Regions from separate parts of the Mus musculus genome. Here region 2 is linked to region 1. A link is a contact called in public Hi-C data. All regions are on one chromosome and are shown on one strand. Each heading gives the region's core, a stretch centred on a gene start, on an enhancer-like site or on the middle of the called end of the contact. The rest is flanking DNA. Distances are from core to core; before and after follow the strand shown. Region 1 has its middle 91 kb from the start of Gm33897. Region 2 overlaps Gm33981 (a long non-coding RNA gene).

The links. A called contact is a pair of places that touch in the nucleus more often than the background predicts.
Region 2: a Hi-C map of embryonic fibroblasts shows a contact between it and region 1, with 2.1 times the contacts expected there. The contact joins two enhancer-like sites. A contact is called at or near these places in 1 of 15 datasets of contacts at CTCF or cohesin (the NIH/3T3 cell line) and 2 of 484 Hi-C or Micro-C datasets (embryonic fibroblasts and nephron progenitors).

What each region holds. Positions count from the first base shown.
Region 1 is chr10:96,804,025-96,809,430 of GRCm38.p6, reverse strand. No RefSeq gene overlaps it. Among named protein-coding and RNA genes, the nearest start is that of Gm33897, 91 kb to the right of the region's middle. Within about 2 kb of position 2,655, at least 40 of the 459 cell types and tissues checked have an H3K27ac peak or open chromatin away from gene starts, as enhancers often do. A contact at or near this core is called in embryonic fibroblasts, where this site is marked.
Region 2 is chr10:96,944,342-96,949,559 of GRCm38.p6, reverse strand. It overlaps Gm33981 (a long non-coding RNA gene), which reads left to right. Exons shown (of 3, transcript XR_380715.2): 3 at 3,476-3,810. Among named protein-coding and RNA genes, the nearest start is that of Gm33981, 12 kb to the left of the region's middle. Within about 2 kb of position 1,414, at least 17 of the 459 cell types and tissues checked have an H3K27ac peak or open chromatin away from gene starts, as enhancers often do. A contact at or near this core is called in embryonic fibroblasts, where this site is marked.

The DNA.
Region 1 (5,406 bases), core at 1,406-3,905:
GCAGTCTCTAGATGGTCCATCCTTTAGTCACAGCTCCAAACTTTGTCTCTGTAATTCCTTCCATGGGTGTTTTGTTCCCAATTCTAAGAAGGGGCACAGTGTCCACACTTTGGCCTTTGTTCTTCTTGAGTGTCATGTGTTTAGCAAATTGTATCTTATATCTTGGGTATCCTAGGATTTGGGCTAATATCCACTTATCAGTGAGTACATATTGTATGAGTTCCTTTGTGATTGTGTTACCTCACTCAGGATGATGCCCTCCAGGTTCAACCATTTGCCTAGAAATTTCATAAATTCATTCTTTTTAATAGCTGAGTAGTACTCCATTGTGTAAATGTACCACATTTTTTGTATCCATTCCTCTGTTGAGGGGCATCTGGGTTCTTTCCAGCTTCTGGCTATCATATATAAGGCTGCTATGAACATAGTGGAGCATGTGTCCTTCTTACCAGTTGGAACATCTTCTGGATATATGCCCAGAAGAGGTATTGCGGGATCCTCCAGTAGTACTATGTCCAATTTTCTGAGGAACTGCCAGACTGATTTCCAGAGTGGTTGTACAAGCTTGCAATCCGACCAACAATGGAGGAGTGTTCCTCTTTCTCCACATCCTCGCCAGCATCTGCTGTCACCTGAATTTTTGATCTTAGCCATTCTGACTGGTGTGAGATGGAATCTCAAGGTTGTTTTGATTTGCATTTCCCTGATGATTAAGGATGTTGAACATTTTTTCAGGTGTGAAACTATCCCTTAATAGTTCTCATTGGATTTTTTGAGACAGGGTCTCACTGAACCTGGAACTCAGCCATTCATCTAGACTAGCTGGCTAGGAATTCCTACTCTACTCTGTCTGTCTCCCCAGCACTAAGATTGTGTGTGTGTGTGTGTGTGTGTGTGTGTGTGTGTGTGTGTGTGTGTGTGTGTGTGAATGCTCAGGTTTTGGATTTTATGTGGCTGACAGAGATTCAAAATTCAAAATTCAAGTCCTTACGTGCTCCCAATTTTGCCATGTTTAAAGCTTATTTTCACCTAAATATTTTTTCTCTTTGCTGTTCTTTGGCATGTTGGCATCCTTCGTGGTTCAAATCAGATGTTAGCTTCTTTCTGAAGCTCTTTGTGATCCCTTTACTGTAGACTGTTTTTCCTATACCTGGAGCACTTGCCTTCTATCACTTAAGACCCTGTGCTGTGGTTGAGTGTGTACATGTGTGTTCCTGTGTGCATCCTAAGCACCCTCCAAAAATCATGTTTTCCTGGACCTGCTTCTGTTTGCCACAGAGTTCTGTGAACCACATAATAAAGGGTACACTGAACTTTGCAATCAAATGTGTCAAAGAGCCAGTGCAGAGCGGAATATAATGTGCCACAGAAAAACAGTGAGAATGGACTTCAGACTTCATGCAGAGACGTACTAGAAGAAAGAGGAGGAAGAGAGAGGGAAAAGGACGCTGTTGGTTTCTAGCAGTGTGGACATAGAGACAACCCAAACACAAATGCATCTCAATGACTATGTCAAGTACCCAGCCACTAATAATTCCCAAGCAAAAACCCATTGGCAAAATTGAACAGGACCACCCATGAGCAGCTATGAAGCCCTTATCAAAAAACAATAAAAACTATAATATTATTCTCTTGATGAGAACACTCACAAGTAACACTAGAAAAATAGCTGGCATATATATATATATATATATATATATATAAAACCTTTCCCTCGACCTTTGTCTATGTCTGTCTATTTATACCAAACATGTGGAAGGCCAGTACCGTGCTTCTCTTCTCTTTGCTAAGGTAGACAATCTGGATTTATTTTGCATTTATCACCGTTAAACATTTTGGTTGAGCTTTACCCTAAAACCAATGTTATGATTCTCTTCACCTTGTCTGAGACTCAGCTCAGTCAGGAATGCAATCGGCTTCTTCCCCAGAAGCAAGGAGTTCTAAGGAGCAAGGTGAGACAGGAAGACAATCATGTTAAGAGGGTTTTTTTGTTTGTTTGTTTGTTTGTTTGTTTGTTTTAAATGTGCAGATTTTAATTTTGGTTGAACAACATAATGAAGTCTATTAAGATCTCAGCTTGTCTGTGAGACTTTTATTTCAATAGAGCCCTGTTGATTTGAAATCATACCTTTGTTTCAAAGGGCAAATTGTTCGAGTTATGTCGGCATTTTAAGGTTGTCTTTTTCTCCCCGATGGAAATATATTGTGTTTGACCAAAAGATGGTCTTCAATGACTAAAATAAAAAAATAACACAGAGAGGGTTGTTGCCGAGGTGCATTTACTTTAAACTATATGCAGTCTCTAAAGTACTTAGATGCATAAAGTTATTACCCCTATATTATTGCTATCTATCATCCCAACTGCTAATAAGATTCCTTAGATATGCTGAACTAAAGCGCTAAGCCATTGTTGAGGCTTTTCCTGTCATTCCACACTCAGCCACCTCTGGGGCGGGCTCCCTCCTTCTCGCCCCCCCCCCCCGCCCCCACTGCAGTTTCTTTCACTTGTGTAGACCCAGCGTTCACAGGAAAAAGAAGCCTAAGTGACAGCAAAGCCCAAGGCTTGGCTGATCAACCAAACAGGCCTGTGTGTCTTACTCCTGGGGAAGCCTATAACTATCAGAAACATTCTCCTCTCCTTAGTCATCTGTTAGTCAGGCCACGCTTGCCAGCCCCTTTCCTTCTCCTTTGGCACGAACATCTTCAGTTTCATCTTTGTCTGTGGTATATGTGGTGTAAAGTTGAAATGTATTTTGGACCTTGGTTACATTCTGCTTCACACACACTAAATCCATGTCTCCCTGTAACAGTTAAAATGAACACAGTTGCGACTGGAGAGATGGCTCAGCAGCTGACTACAGTTGTTACTTCTATAGAGGAGTGGAGTTTAGCACACAGTTCAGTTGATAAAACATTCTGTAACTCCCGCTCCAGGTGAGCATACATTCTCCTCTGGCTTCTAAGTCCTCATATATGCACACTTCACACATTCAGAGAGATACACGTGTACATAAATAAATAATAAACATCTTTTTTTTTAATTAACAGTTTTCATTTCTGGATCGATATAAATTGAACACTCTATTGATTCAAAAATTTGTGTATACTATTTCTTTTTAAATTTGTAATATTTATTGATTGATTTATTGACTGGTTTATTTATGTGATAGAGTAAGGCATGTCCCACAGCATATGTGTCAGTCAGAGAAAACCTCGTGGGAGTTCATTCTCTTGTTCTATTCTGTGGGTTACAGGGTTGAGCTTCTGTCCTCAGACCTAGCATCAAGCACCTTTATCCACTGGGACATCTCACTGGCCCCATTCTTGGTACTTTGAGAAAAGGTTTTCATCTGTATATTCTTCTATTTCCATTTAAATGCAAAATTTCCATTGTGTTTACGTAAGCAACTCAAATCATTGACATAGGAAGCAGTTCAGAGAGTATGGAAGTACGAATGAGGGATGTCTTCACAGATCACAATGTAATCTGTTCTATGCAGATGAACTCAACTTTTCACACCATCAGGATTTCATCACAAAAGATGGGCCTGCCTGAGATACTGCTCATGAAAAGTCAATAACTGCTTTTAAAACAAACATAATTCTGACTTTTGGGAAAAGCCCATCTATCTTTGTGGGCCTTTTTCTTCAAAGTAGCTTCTAATAATTGCAGATGAGTGTGTTTATTCCTTCAGTGAGGCACGTGTATTGCTTCTTAACATCTTCTAGGAGAAAGATTGGCAAGTTAGAGGAGATGAGTAGAATTATCTTCAAAATTTGTTTCATTTCTCATCTTTGTTTTTTGCTCTTTGAGTAATGCAAGTATGGAAAAAGTAGCATTTTGTATGTTAAAGCAGAGAGGATTTTAGAGCAGAAACCTAGCCCTGCTGTAAATTACAACACTTCAGGATTGCATGTTCCACATAATGAAGGACAAGAAAGGTTTTTTAATGAGTGTTCTAAAAGGGCATCACTCATAGCAATGACGGAGCTAGCCGTTTCATTACTGGTCTCATTAGTTCACATGAGTAATTTGAAGGATTATTCTCTGTTAATGTCAGAGAAGGAAACTGAGAGGCTTCGAAATGATACCAAGACACACAACATAAGGATTTTACCCTCTTGTTCCTGAGTGACCATTGGTTCATAAATCCAGCTAAGCCACCGAAAAAGTTTTCATCTAAGCTGAATACTCCATAAGACCACATACGAGAGATATTATTAAACTAAAAGACCTGATGTCTTAGGCCTCTTAATATATCTCCTCCCCGATTTTATGTTCCAGCTCCCAAGACTTTTGTATCCTATTTTGGGGTGCTGGAAATACCTTCAGCTTAGTGTCATATTTTTGCCTGAGTCCGATAATTTATTCCTAACTATACATGCTTCTCTCTGGTTGTTTAAAAAAATATTTTGATAAATGGATGTAGAAAAAAAAAAGAGAAACAGAAAAAGAATGTCTTATGTCTACAAGTAAGTCAAAGCTCTGAATCTCCCAGATGATACAGTGACTATCTGCTAGGGCACGCAGTGGTCTCATTTTATGGCTCCTCTCACAATTAGTTGTGTTCGGTGACTTCAGCACTATGTCAAACTATATGTCATGACAAAGATGGTTCAGAATTTACCGTGATTTGCTTCTAGAAGACAGTGTACCTTACAAATGAAAGAAAATGATCCTACATCATCAGAATGTAAAGAGAGCTGGCCAAGGGAAAAGCACTCTCCTAGCCCCTCGAGGGAATATTTGCTAAGCCCAGAATAACCAAACTAAAACCTTTTTTTTTTCCAAAGAGGTCAGAGTCCAGCGGAGAAATGGGAATGAATATAAATCATGATTATACAAAGCCTGGCTTATGTGGCAGAAACACTGTCTAAACAGTGATTCATTCTGACAGGGGTAGGGGTTGAGAAAAGCTTCCCAGAAGGAAGTAACATTGACTTTGGCCTCAGAGGATCAATTAAGCAGAGAAAAGAAAAAGACCCTGAAGGCTGGGATTGGCCCTTGGCAATAAAGATGCAGACTCTGGACGAAAAAAGTCGGACAGTATTTAAATGGCAAAACTTTATTTTTTTTTTAATATGGGTGAAACATGGCGATGTAGAGGCATGTGCCCAAATGAAAGGAAATGGTGAGACAAGACCCTGAGAGTCTGAGTAACTGATGGCAATAAAACTCTATTATTTAATAATAGATGCAGTAAGCCGGGAAAACCGGTTTCTTTGTGTTTAGCTAGGATGTTGCTGGTGATGGTATCTAAGCACCAGGAGGCTAACAGGAGGCTGCAGGCAAACCAGTGAGAACCCATTTGCAACTGTTTAGGGAAAAGCAAATGAGGAAAAAGCAAAAGCAGAGCCTGATTGTCTGAGAGACAGTGGGGAGAGGGGACATGAAATTGCTCAAGA
Region 2 (5,218 bases), core at 165-2,664, 140 kb before region 1:
TATTAAACTTGAGTAATAATACTGATTTTTAAAACTTGCATGGATGTTAGTTTCATCACTTCTTATTTCACTTCCCAAAGTAGAGAGAATGCGTTATAAAATTTTGACTACTGGAAGATTTTTCTTTTTATCTGCTAAAGCTGAAATCAACAAAGGGAAAATGAAGACATAATTGGATAGAACACACAAGAGTTCCTTTTGGAAGCTTTCGCAGTAGAATATGTCCAAGCAAGAGCTAATACGGTAGCTCATGAAGGATGAAAGTAGCTGACGTAATATTCTAAAACCGAGCTTTGGTTAAATAGCTTAACCTTCTTAGCTCTTATTGAAGCCAGGAGGGAAGTGTTGAGTTCAGCAATTTTTCCTCAACGGCATCTAAGAGAACACTTTAGAAAGTTTTCCATTGATGCCAGGGCCAAGTTTCTGTTGTGTTGTAGAGGGCAGCAACTCTGCTTCCTCTCCAGGCCCTCTGGAGGATCACTCTCATTTCCAAACAGAACTCTCCAAGACTAAAACAATGCCTAAGAGAAGCAGGCTGGAAATCTTGGCTCTCACAACTCTAACTTGGAAGTATTTACATTCCTTTGTATTTTAGCCCATCTGGGTCGGATGAATGAAGTCTTGCCCAAAAACTGTGACCTTTGAATAAGCTTCAAACTGCTCAGTGGGCCAGTTGGAACAAATGTTCAAGAGCATCAAAGAACCATCTTTTTAGAGAAAGATAAAGATGAAGGCGAGTGTAACTATCCCAGTAGGATTCTGTCCATCTTCTTAATAATTCAATCACCTGTGTAATTATAAAACCTAAATTGTGCTCACCTCTGTGCCCTCCTTTCTTCTTACATAAATGTAGTCAAGCTAGCTACAGTACAGAGCTATCTTCAAAGAATATCAGTTATTTTTTTCTTTAAAGCCAAAGGATGATTAATGAAAGAAAATGTAAATCAAGAGAAAGCATCTTATTAATTAAAATCCCAAATTGAGCAGCATAAATTAGATTGGTTCAAGATAGTAGCTAAGTCTTTTTACACACAAAAATAAGCATGAACATATGAAATGTTCACTAAGTTGTTTTTTGAAGAAAATGAGGGCTATGATTAATAAATGAGTATGTCTCTATAATGTTTGGAAATGCTGATTAAAATTCCATTTCAGAGATATGAGCCCATCTAAAACAGAGTGCTCTAAATATGATTTTGCTCATATAAAGATTGCAATTAATGATGTTGATGTAAATAAATATTTATAATATGCTTAAGTGCACTTGGTGTGTTCTGGATGTGTTGGGATCTGTCATTCGAGTTCCATTTATATTACCTCATTTCATTCTTAAAGATTCTCGCTCAGTGAGGTCACCATTCCGTTGAGTGACTAAGTACTGTGAGTGACTTGTCTTAGCTCTCATGAATTTGGAATGAAGTTAACATAGAAATGGTGACTGATTGAGCCAATGAGCCAAAAGCTCAAGTGTGTGAGTAAAAGTTCAGAGTTCCCAGCTTGTAATAGTCAAGGATGAACAAGATGAACAAAAATACTACAGGGATTTCACAGAATCATGGAGAACCAAAAGCCAGGACTCAAGAAGAAGCAAGATGAAGAAGTTATGTGGGAGCTGCTAAGGGTGGCTCCTGCCTCGAAGAACTGCTCCTCGTTATCTTTCCCTGCTTTCTAATGGCTGCGATCATTCTTCCTGGCTTGCTGTTCCAGCCACAAAGAACAATTACTAGGCTCTCCTTTCAAATCTTACATTTCTGTAGTACAGAGTAATGGAACCTCTCAGCAGTGGGCATTTGTGAGGCCTTCCCGTCTTCTGACTCAGACAACAACAACAGTCACTCCATGGGACCATCATGACTGCTGGGGAACACCTTCTTACATTTATGTGGAGCAATGGTCTCCAAATTGATAATTTCTTGGACAGCTACATCCAGAACTAACTGTGCATTTAGCTTTGCAGAGAGATTTACTCACCCTCTAGAAAGCAGATGCCCTCCAGTCTCATCCTCAGTGGTCAATAGTGTACCATAACGTCTAAGACCATCTGGCCAAGTTGTCAGGTCTTCTAATCAGAAACTGGACAGCACATCCCCACACAATGTTGAAAGCTTTTGGACATTAGAATTAAACTAACTCAAAAGATACAGCTTTGAAGCAATACACTGGTGTAGAGAGTAAAAAACCCCCAAATGGCCTGCTTTGGACTTGAAATTGAAAGTAGAAGACACAGGGAAGAGATTTCTCCAGTTACTTGATCGACTTAAAGACAGACTCTCCAAAGAAAAACACAGCTGCCTTGACTCTTTTTACTGAACTTGCATTAACCAGGGAGGATTAAGCTCAGATCACACAGAGACAGAATACTGAACGACACACAGAGAGTCTGAGGAATTTTGTCCCAGCACCTCGTTCCTTGAGCTTATTGCCTTTAAAAACCCATTTTCATTCCCCTCTAAGAGTGCCTTACAGCCCCTACTGCACTACATTCCCTTCCTCCTGTGAAGAGGCATTTAAGCTTCAACCGTATCCCCCTTTGAATGTCATGGTTTGTATGACTCTCATGCACACATTAATGAGAGCTTGGTTTTCTCCTGTTGATCTCTTGTGTTTTCAACTACTGAACCGTTAGATGAAAGGTTTGAACAACAACAATGACAAAATAAGCCCCATTTGATATAGTGAAAAAGAAGTGTGAAACCATGGCAGATGCTGGATGAAATACCTCTTGGGAGGCCAAGTTATATATCAGTTGTCTGATAACAGCGGTTTATGCCACATCAGATGATCAGCACCACCTGATTCATGCTTCTCCTCTCTGAGGGAACGTTTTATTTCTTCAATCCTTCTATCATACGTTACACTCTGAATGTGGTTTTTCTGTACCTCCACTCCTCCTGTTCTTCTCACTCCTCTCTTCCTCAGATTCACTCCTCCTCTTTCGTTTCCCTTCAGAGAAGAGTTGGCTTCCCAGGGGTGTCAACCTAAAATGGTGTAATGAGTTACAGCAAGGCTAGACACAAACTTTCATATTGAGACTCGACTAGACAAACCAGTAGGATGAAAAAGGTTCTAAGAGCAGGCAAAAGAGTCAGAGACAACTCCACTCTCCCTGGTAGGAGCCCCCCTAACACCTTAAGCTAAACAACCATAGCATACATGCAGAGGACCTGGCTCAAACCCATGCATGCTCTGTGAAGCCAGATCCCTAGGAACACCGAGCACTCTCCACCCAAGACAGACACTGAAAACTCTTCCTGCCTCTCCTGCCTGCAGCTTTTCCTGGATAGTATTTGTGTGAGCCCTGATTGAAGGATGCCATTGTGGGCCTCTTAGTGTTTCCTAAATTTGCCCAATCAAGCACTGGCAAATGTTTCATTGTGTAATATTGCACAGAGATCATCTCAATTTCACGATTCTGGCTTTGGGTAGTTTCGTCATGAGAAAGTAACCTATCACATTTCTGTGTGTACATGTTTAGGTGTGTATCAGTGAAGTATAAACTACAGCTTCGTTGGTGTCAGAAGTATTCTACAGACAGAAACCTATGGAAGAAATGGAGGAACTGAGTGGGATCATAAAATACCAGAACAGGATAATAATAGCAATGATGGTGTAAATTGTGTGCGGCAAATACTGGTGTCAGAGCTGTCCCCTCAGGTATGACGTTCTATGTCTGCCAATGTCAGACATAAAAACACACAATGTACCTGTGTAAATTCAGCACATTAAGGGCTTACCAAGAACCAACCTATCACCTCTGAGGAAGCAATCAGACACAGATTACTAAAGTAATTGCATGTGGTTGAACAAGTAGTACACCCCACAGACCTAGAAAGTACTTCCCAGGTCAGTCATAACAAATTTTCATATTATTGCAGATGTGTAACAGATAACGACAAATCTTAAGGAATAAAAGATGCCCTTTTCAAATTGATGCAAAGAAGCTATCCAGGGTAAAATAATAGCGGTTGTCATTTCCCGGTACATCAGAGGCAACTGAGATAAGCTACAAACAAAACTCCCCTTCTATGTTAACAAATGCATCTTCCAAAGAAAGGCATTGCTACCTTGGGAAATTGAGCATTTAGTCTTTTGTTCCCAGTCAGGGACTCCTAACTGTTATAATCAACACTGAGCATCTCCCAGGTTTTGTTTAGGAAGGAGATCCTGAGTTCGCAATTAGATGCACATTTCTACTTTCATCTTTAAAAGCAAGGGGAAGAAGCTTTGAAGACAGGATACTGGTTAAGAGTGTCCACTGCTCTTATATAGGATCTGGGTTCAGAAACTACATTGTGTAGCTTAGAACATCCTGTAATGCCAGTCCTAGAGGACTTAACTCAATCCTCTGTTGCCCTTGGATTTTGGCATATATGGGACACACACACATGCATATATACGATTTAAAATATTTCAATTTAAATTAACAATAATAAACAAACACTTTCAGGATATAGAGAGGTGGTTCGCTATTGGAAAAGGCATTTACCATGCATATGTAAGGACCCGAGTTCAAATCCTCAGAACCTCTATAAATTCTAGATGGGCATAGTATAGTGCTTGTAATCCTAGCCGAGTATCCTCAAGGCAAATTGATTAACTGGACTTGATAAGGTAATGGGCTCTTGATTCAAATGCATGGCCTACTTCCATACATAAGATGGTGAATGATCGAGGAAGGTATCCAATATTAACCTTTAACTTACACACACACACACACACACACACACACACACCTACACACACACGTGCATACAACCATCACACACACAAATTGTGTTTAAACTTTACTCTACCTCCTCATTTCTTGGAAGTAAATTGGACATCCTGTAAGTTTTCAGAAATTATCTAAGATGCATAGTTTGTATTGCAGAGAAAAACTAAGAAGAGCGAGATAACAAGGATCCAATGTTTCCCCATCTGGCTATAGACCTGGGGAAACAATGCCGAGGACCAGCTGGGGTAATAGGGCGTTTTCTATGATTTCCATCACCCCATTATGAGATTGGCCAAATCAATGGCTTATTTTATAATCTGAAAGCCAAACTAAAGGTGAAAGATTTTTTTTTTCCATCTTGTCAGTAACACTAGGCCTGGATATGTGTGTGTGTGTGTGTGTGTGTCTTCCCTAGGGAGGCATGCAGCAGGTGTAAGAGCCCGCGGCGATTGCTGCTGGCCGTTGATTACTCTCTGTGTAATTTGCAAAGCTCTGTATTCCCAC